2 separate regions of the Sus scrofa genome follow, and region 1 is linked to region 2. A link is a contact called in public promoter capture Hi-C data. All regions are on one chromosome and are shown on one strand. Each heading gives the region's core, a stretch centred on a gene start, on an enhancer-like site or on the middle of the called end of the contact. The rest is flanking DNA. Distances are from core to core; before and after follow the strand shown.

Region 1 (3,794 bases), core at 962-3,461, 150 kb before region 2:
TGCTTGTCTGTCTCATGTGGTAGAAAATCAGCTCTGCCAGCAGCAGGCTTTAGGCACACTGTAGGCAATCAACAAATGTGTATTAAATGAATGATAGAATCCTGACATCTGCACACACAGCTTTCCCAGGGTACACGGAGCTGCACAGAGGTGGGTAGGCCGTGGGGCAGTTGCCCTTCAGACCCCACCCCCATTTCCCCAGGCTGCAGGCCAATTTCACCATCCGGGATGATGCCAACCCCAGCTCCCGCCAGCGAGGACTCAAGCGCTTCCAGGCCAACCCCGAAGCCAACTGGGGTCCCCGGCCCCGTGCCCGGCCAGGGTGAGCAAGAGTGGGGTGGAGGTGGGGCTTGGCTTGGGGCAGGGGGCGGGGGAGTCAGGGCAAAGGCCAGGGGAAGTCCCAGTTACTCACATCCCTACACAGAGGCAAGGCAGCAGGCGAAGAAGCTATGGAAGAGAGACGCAGGCTGCTCCAGAATAAGCGGAAAGAGCCACCTGAGGACCCAGCCCAGCGGGCTGCTCGGCTCAAGACATTTCCCTGCAAGAGGTTCAAGGAGGTGAGGTGCCCCCTAACCCACACCGAAGCACACATGGGTTCCCTTCCCAGCAACAGGGCAGGGCCAGGCAGAGCTGGGAGAACCAGGGCCAGGTGAGTGTGTGGGAGTGAGCTCTCCATCTAGGACAAGAACCCAGCAGAGGTTGCCAAGTTCCAGGCCTGGGTTCATTCACACCCACCATACCTCTCACCAGGGCACCTGTCAACGGGGGGACCAGTGCTGCTACTCGCATAGCTCCCAGACACCCAAGGCCACTGCTGAAGCTACCCCCACTGACTGTCCAGAGGCCCCCAGTCAAAACCCCCTTGGGCCTGGGGCTGCTTCTGGTCTAGGCATAGATTGAGCGAATAAAGTTTTCACCTTCCCCTGACTGTCATTTGTCTGTCTATCTGCCTGAGGGGCTCTGCTCATCTCTCTAGCTGCCTGTCTGGGGTCTGTCCATCTGTTTTAACTCCATGGGGAGCTCTGTGCCTCTGGGGTTGGTTTGTCCCGGCCTGAATGAGGTCCTGTCAGTGTGTCAGTGTTTCTTTTTTTTTTTTTTTTGCTGCACCCTCAGCTTGTGGAAGTTCTTGGGCGAGGGATTGAACCCATGCTGCAGTTGCAACCCTCACCACATATGTGGCAAAGCTGGATCCTTAAGCCATTGCACCACAAGGGAACTTCCCTGTCAGTGTTTCTGAATGGAGTATTCTGTGTGCTGGGGAGGCGGGAGCTGATCATCTGCCTGCAAGGTGCTCAGCCACCCATTTGCCGGCACCTGCGGTTCCTGAGGTGGCCACGGGGCGGCAGCCGTGCTTTCACGCCCGCGAGGGCCTTTACCCCCTTCCTCTTCCTCCCATCCTCCCAGCATCCCTCAGTGCTCCCAGAACGCGGGCACGCGCACAGGCGGGTGCTCTAGCCACCGCGCCCCCATATGGACTTCTCGCTCCCGGCTCCCCGCTGGGGCCTTGGCGGAAGCCAGACCGGAACCAGGCGCCTTGCGCATCCGCTCCAGACCAGGTGCTTCCTGCCCTGCGGCCCCTCAGGCTGCACACTGAGGCACCCGGCAGCTTGCTGCAACCCCTCCCCCCCGGGGGGGGGCAGGGGGCTGGTGTGTTAACAGAGAGGCCTGGGGCCCAATCGCCATCCTGCCACGTGGTAGCTGTGGGACCTGCAAGCACCCTTCACCTTGCTTCATCCCCATCTGTAAAATGAACCTAATTCCAGAACCCATCCTATTAGCTTGGATACCACTGTTAACAGATGCTTAGGACTGTACTCTTGCTTCTCTGGGACAGTAGGATTGTGGCTTGTGGGGTCCTGAGCCTCACCTGATTCCTAAGAGGGTGGTGATGGTGGCAGCTGAGGGCCTACCTGCGGCTCCTGCAGTCACCCAGATACACACTGGGCAGAGCTTGACCGACCCAGGTGGGAGGGTGCTGGGGATAAACAACAGTGTTGTCCACTGATTACTTAGTTGTATCTGGTGGCCCTCTCTTCGTGAGGTCCGGCAGGATTTTGAGTTTTACCGCCATTCCAAGATTATTTACTCCACATCTCTTTGTCGCTGCCCACCCTGAAGTGGTCAGCACCGTGGGATGAGGGCCAGGGATCTCCAAGCTGGGACTATGTGATCCTGTGATATAGAGGCCCAGGACTGTGGGAACCTGTTGGGGGCACCTGTTAGAGAAAGTTCTGCCAGCTCTGGCACCATAGGAAATCTCCCCCAGCTGTGGCACTTCCTCTCACCCTCCTAGGCCTGGCAAGGTGGTGAGGATGGTGCACTGGGGGCCCAAGACACCTGCCTAGGGTGGACACCCAAGGCCAGACTGGCAGAACTGCCCTCCAGTCAGTGCCCCACACCGGGGTGGGGTTGGCAGAAAGGCGCGGGAAGCACTTTGTAGAAAGAGGAACCAGGCAGGGTGAGGAGAAGGGGGCCCCAGGTCACGAGGCCCCAGCGGGGCCGGAAAGGGCTCTCCACCCTCATGAGTACAGACACAGCAAGGGGTATTCAAAGCTGGAGGACAAACCCGAGTGACATAGGGGCCACTGCAGCCCTACCTTGGTTCTCTTCTGTGTGCATCTGGGCACCTCGGGCCCAGGGGTGTGCACTAGGGCCAGGATCCTCTAGTGCCTGGGGGACGGAAGGTAAGGCCCTGAGGGGTGACAGACCGTCCAGCATGTGCCAGCGGGGGGCGGGGCCATGAGGCCCGCGCGCGCTCGGAGATCCCCGCCTGCCCGCCTGCCGGTTTCCTCCGGGGTCAGCCCGGCTCCTTATCAGGCGCGGCCAGGCCCTTATCTGCACTAGCCCAGCATCCTCTGGCCACTGCGCCAGGGGTGAGAGGGAGGAAACCAGGCCGCCAGGGGCGGGGAGAGGGCGGGCGGCCCAGAGCTGCACACTTTCCCTGGAGGGACCTACGCTGTTGCCGCCGCGGTGGCCCTTGGGAGCCGAAGAAGAGAGGCGGCCCCATGCCACGGCCCAGACAAGGCGGCCAGCTGCCAGCGGTAAGGAGCGCAGAGGCCGGAGCGGGGTGGCAGCGCCTGCCTGAAGCCGTAACCGCATCCTGGCCCTGAAGGACCGAATCAGGGCCCATCAGCAGGCAGCCGGACCAGTGCTGGGGTAAGAGTGGTGTGGGCCTGAAGCGGGATCTTGGACCCACCTGCATTCATTCATTCGTTCCTTCCTTCATTCATCTGGGGGGCCCACTAAGTAAGAGGTCAGGCCAGCTTCCCCACTGCCTAGCTAGGGAAGACAGGGCAGATGGGTCAGGAATCCCAGACATTGCTGGGACGCTGGGCCATGGGGCCAAGAGGGACCAGGGCTGTGTGAGTAGGGTGCACAGGGGTGAATGCTAATGGGGTAGGGAGGGTGGGAGGACACCAAAGCCAGAGGGAGGACTGGAACCTGACTTTGTACTGGGCAGTAGGGCTAGCATTTGGAGTCATAGTGTCAGAGGTGGGGTTGCAAGGTTAGTAAGGGGGATGTTTTTAGGGGGAGTGGTCATTGGAGTGATTACGGAGGACTTTCAGAGTCTGACATGGAGACAATGGGAAGAGCCTCAGAGTTATAGCTGAAGGCCACATGGTCAGCCTGGGGACAGTGGTCAGTGATGGAGCAGTCAAAACGGTGGAGGGACTCCAAGGTCACATGGTATCAATGAAGAATCTCGGGATCAGATCTGAGGGTCACAGGGAGCCTTCTGGGGTCACAGGGTCCATCAAGGATTTCCTTCCTTGTCCCTCCCTCCAGGCTCCAGG
Region 2 (3,620 bases), core at 1,053-3,552:
CACCTAGCGTGGAGGCCGCGTCTTCCTCTCGCCCGCTGCTACCTGAAGAGGGAACAGAGCTGCAAATTCAAGAGAGAGAAATCGGACCCTGGCTTCTGGCGGCTTGCCCTCCCCGCAGGTGTGTGGAACCACGGACGTAGGCGCTGAAATGTGCTGGGAGGCCAGGGCCCAAGCTGAGGCTGCTGCTCCCTGCCTTACCCTGACACGGACTCCGGAGATGTCGTGGGGACCGATTCCTCCGATGGGCTCTTGTCCTCTCTGGCAGGAGATGGGGGGTGGGACATGCCTGAGGCAGGGGCCAATGGGAAGGATGTGGAAGACTCCGGGGCAGCAGTGGGTGAGGCCTCTGGGGGTACTGAGGTGCCTGGGCTAGTTTTGGCCTGTGAAACCCAGAAAAGGGAGCAGGCATCAGTATCCCTATCTAGCGCCACATCCCACCACAGCTCAGCCCCACCCTGTTCATGGTTAATCTCTCTTAGGCACACAGGCTCTTGGCCAGCTCCCAAGCTAATCCACCCACCCTCCCAACCAGCTACCTCACCTACCTTGGTCACCATGACGACCACAAAGTTCTTCTCATCAATTCGATAGTCCCTGATGGGGACATCGTCACTCAGGATCTTGCCAGCATAGATGAGTTTCTGTCCAGCCACGGGGAAGGCATCACGACCCTTCTCAGCTTCTATCTTCTCTTTTAGCACCTTCACCTGGAGAAAGGGGTACACAGTCATGGCAAACCCCAAGATTCTCTCTTCCCTTATAGTATAGGAGGAGAGGGGAGAAAACAAGCCCTGATGACTGAGAAGCTAAGCTTCATAATCAAGCATTCTAGGCTATCCCATCATTCAATGGAGTATTTACTGCACACTTCTATGTGCCAGGTGCAGTTTTAGGCACTGAGGACACAACAGAGAACAAAACTCAACAAACTCTGTTTTTGTAGAAATGACGCTTATTTGGGAGATGGAAGTCAGAAAATGTAAACACAATGTAATGAAAAACAGAAAAAAGGGGCGATAGGAGGGTTCCTCACTCCATGCTGCTGACAGTGGTTTTCAGTGGTAGAATCCTAAGTTTACAGTACTATTGTAAACATACATGTGTCACAAGTTTAAATCCTCATTGTAACTGGGTAAAAAAATTACCATTAGCCTCATTTTATGTCCAAGAAAAAAAGGCACAGATAGGTTGTTAACTAACTTGCCCAAAGGCAAACAGGCTGATGAGAAAATCTATTTCTCTCTCTATAAAAAGTGAACTTAAACATCTTCTTCATGAGATAAGTTGTGCGAATAATGCCAAATACGCATATTAGATTCGAAGTCTCTTCTCAGCTAAAAAGACAGCATAAGGTTTCGTCCATAGGCTCACTTGAGGCAAACCCCTACTGTTATTTGCTGTATGCGACTATGTCTACGTTCCTTAACTCCTAAATTTCCACATCTGTAAAACAAGAAGACTAAGTCCCCAAATGACAAGCCTACTTTGAAGATTTAGTAAGATAATACGAAAACGCTCAGTGACTGGTGAAGAACAAACACGGACCATTGAAACTCAGACCATTTATTATCTTTATCATCGTCGTTGCTGTCATCACCCGGCATCTCTTGGCCACTATTCGTAGATTCGGCCACCAACGTCCAGAGGAAACGCCTACAAAGCTGGGAACTAGGAGGCCCAGTCCCAGAGACAGCAGCACGACAGAAAATCTGAGCCTGCGGCTCCCGCGCCCCACGAGGGCGCTGACATTGGAGCCGGGGCCTGGCAGGCGCCCCGGGGGTGGGGCTTTGCCTGGAGATCGACACTAGAGCTCCACCCGAGCCACCAGGGCCTGGGTTGGGGACCATCGGGTAATCTGGAAAAGTAGGGCAGTTTGGGAGAATGGGCAGGGCCCGGCCCCGCGTCGTCTTCCCCGCGTCTCTCGTCGGGATCCCAGCCTCCCCCCGAACCCCTGGCACCCGTCGCTCCCGTTCCCAGGCTCAGGCTTGGTTCGCACCGTCTCATCAGGCTCCATGCGGATCTTGAAGGTCTGCTGTTGCAGCGTTTTGAGCGTGATGGTGACGGCCATGGTAGGACCCGAGCGACGCGGCGGCCCCGGGATCCTCACACAACATGCAACTCACGCCGCCGCCATCTTAGCGCCTAGCCGCGCCGCGCGCCGACCGCTTCCGGGGCAAACGGTGCGCGCGCCGACGACCAGGACACGTGACCTGCGCGCTGTGGGCCCCCCCCCCCCGCCGCCGCCATGGGCCTTCGTGAGCATGCGCACGAGAGCGGCCCTGAGTCAGGCGTACGCAGACCAACTTCTACTCAGTCGGCGTAGAGGGAGGTTTTCTCGCTTAACCATCACGTGGCTTCATGGGAGTGACGCCATCCCCGTTAGCGGTGACGTCATGAGGCCACAAAATGGCGCCGACGTCCAATTATCACGCCCATCAGTTTCCTTTTTTGTTGACGTTGAACAAAAATCTGCTTTGATACTTGTATCTCTACCGTAAAATCTTAGTTCATATTTTTTGCTCTTTCCAAATTAGTTTCATTCTAGTCTGGCCACCCTGACAGTACTCCTGTCTAACCCTGAAGGGACCTAGAAAGGATACTGAAAAGGTCACCAACAATTAAATGAAAATGCCAAACACGTTTGGCTGTGTAAACAGGCACACAGAGCCATTTTATGCCCTCATTTATTCTTTAGGAAGAGCCGGATTTTTGGAATTAATTTATACAGTTCTAGTTCCTGGGTCTCCCCCCTCTCTGCTGCTCCTTCCCTAACCACTATCTCCAACATGATCCGCAGTATGTAGAGTATGTAACTTCCAAGGCTTTCCTACACTGAATACAAAATTCTCTCCTTTCCCTGGATATGCTAATTGGGATGTTTCCCAGAAGGGTGGGGCTGGGCTGCAGGACACAGGAATGAAGCACAAAAGAGGCCTGTCCAAGTAACAAGGAAATGAAGCGCTGGTTGGCCAAAGGTGAAAAACGTGCTATGGCAGACTGGTTGGAGGTGATGGACTCCCCACCTCCTTCATATCCTGCTTCAGAACCTGATCTTTTCACCATTCCCATCCCAGTAGGACACAGTGCAGTCCCCTGCCACCTCACTCATTTCCCCAAATCTAACCAGGTCCTGCTGCTTGTCCCTTTACCACACACCCTGAACTAAGAAGCTTCCACACAAGAATAGGCCACCTCTTCCCTTCAAGAAGTTCAGATCCCAACTTGGCTACTGAACATCATGGGTAAGCTAGATACCACCTTCTGAAGATATTTTGACTAATGAAAGGTATTTATAGCTTTTAACACGGGCTGGTATTAAGAACAACGTGTTGAGGAGTGCCCTGGCAGCAAATTGAGCTAAGGATCCGGCACTGTCACTGCAGTGGCTTGGGTCACTGTTGTAGCACGGATTCGATCCCTGTCCCGGTGGAATCAGCATTAAAAAAAAAAAAAAAAAAGTGTTTATAAGAATTCCCGTTGTGGCTTAGGGGGTTAAAGACCCAACTGGTAACCATGAGGATGCAGGTTCAAAACCTGGCTTCACTCAGTGTGCTAAGGATCAGCGTTGCTGTGAGCCGCAGCATAGGTCAGATAGAGCTTGGATCTGGCATTGCTGTGGC

What was found. Promoter capture Hi-C pulls out the DNA fragments that hold promoters and counts their contacts.
Region 1: a contact with region 2 is called in a promoter capture Hi-C map of fetal liver, with 2.5 times the contacts expected there. The contact joins the promoter of LYL1 here to the promoter of RAD23A in region 2. A contact is called at or near these places in 3 of 5 promoter capture datasets (fetal liver, fetal skeletal muscle and liver), 2 of 47 Hi-C or Micro-C datasets (fibroblasts and liver) and 2 of 2 datasets of contacts at active chromatin or transcription factors (alveolar macrophages and skeletal muscle).

What each region holds. Positions count from the first base shown.
Region 1 is chr2:65,948,397-65,952,190 of Sscrofa11.1, forward strand. It overlaps LYL1 (protein lyl-1), which reads left to right and starts at 2,212. Exons shown (of 6, transcript XM_005652880.3): 1 at 2,212-3,156; 2 at 3,787-3,793. It overlaps TRMT1 (tRNA methyltransferase 1), which reads left to right. Exons shown (of 17, transcript NM_001243450.1): 15 at 203-322; 16 at 425-557; 17 at 751-927. The coding sequence ends at 900.
Region 2 is chr2:66,094,175-66,097,794 of Sscrofa11.1, forward strand. It overlaps RAD23A (UV excision repair protein RAD23 homolog A), which reads right to left and starts at 2,303. Exons shown (of 9, transcript XM_005652877.2): 1 at 1,997-2,303; 2 at 546-707; 3 at 199-380; 4 at 4-59. The coding sequence starts at 2,068.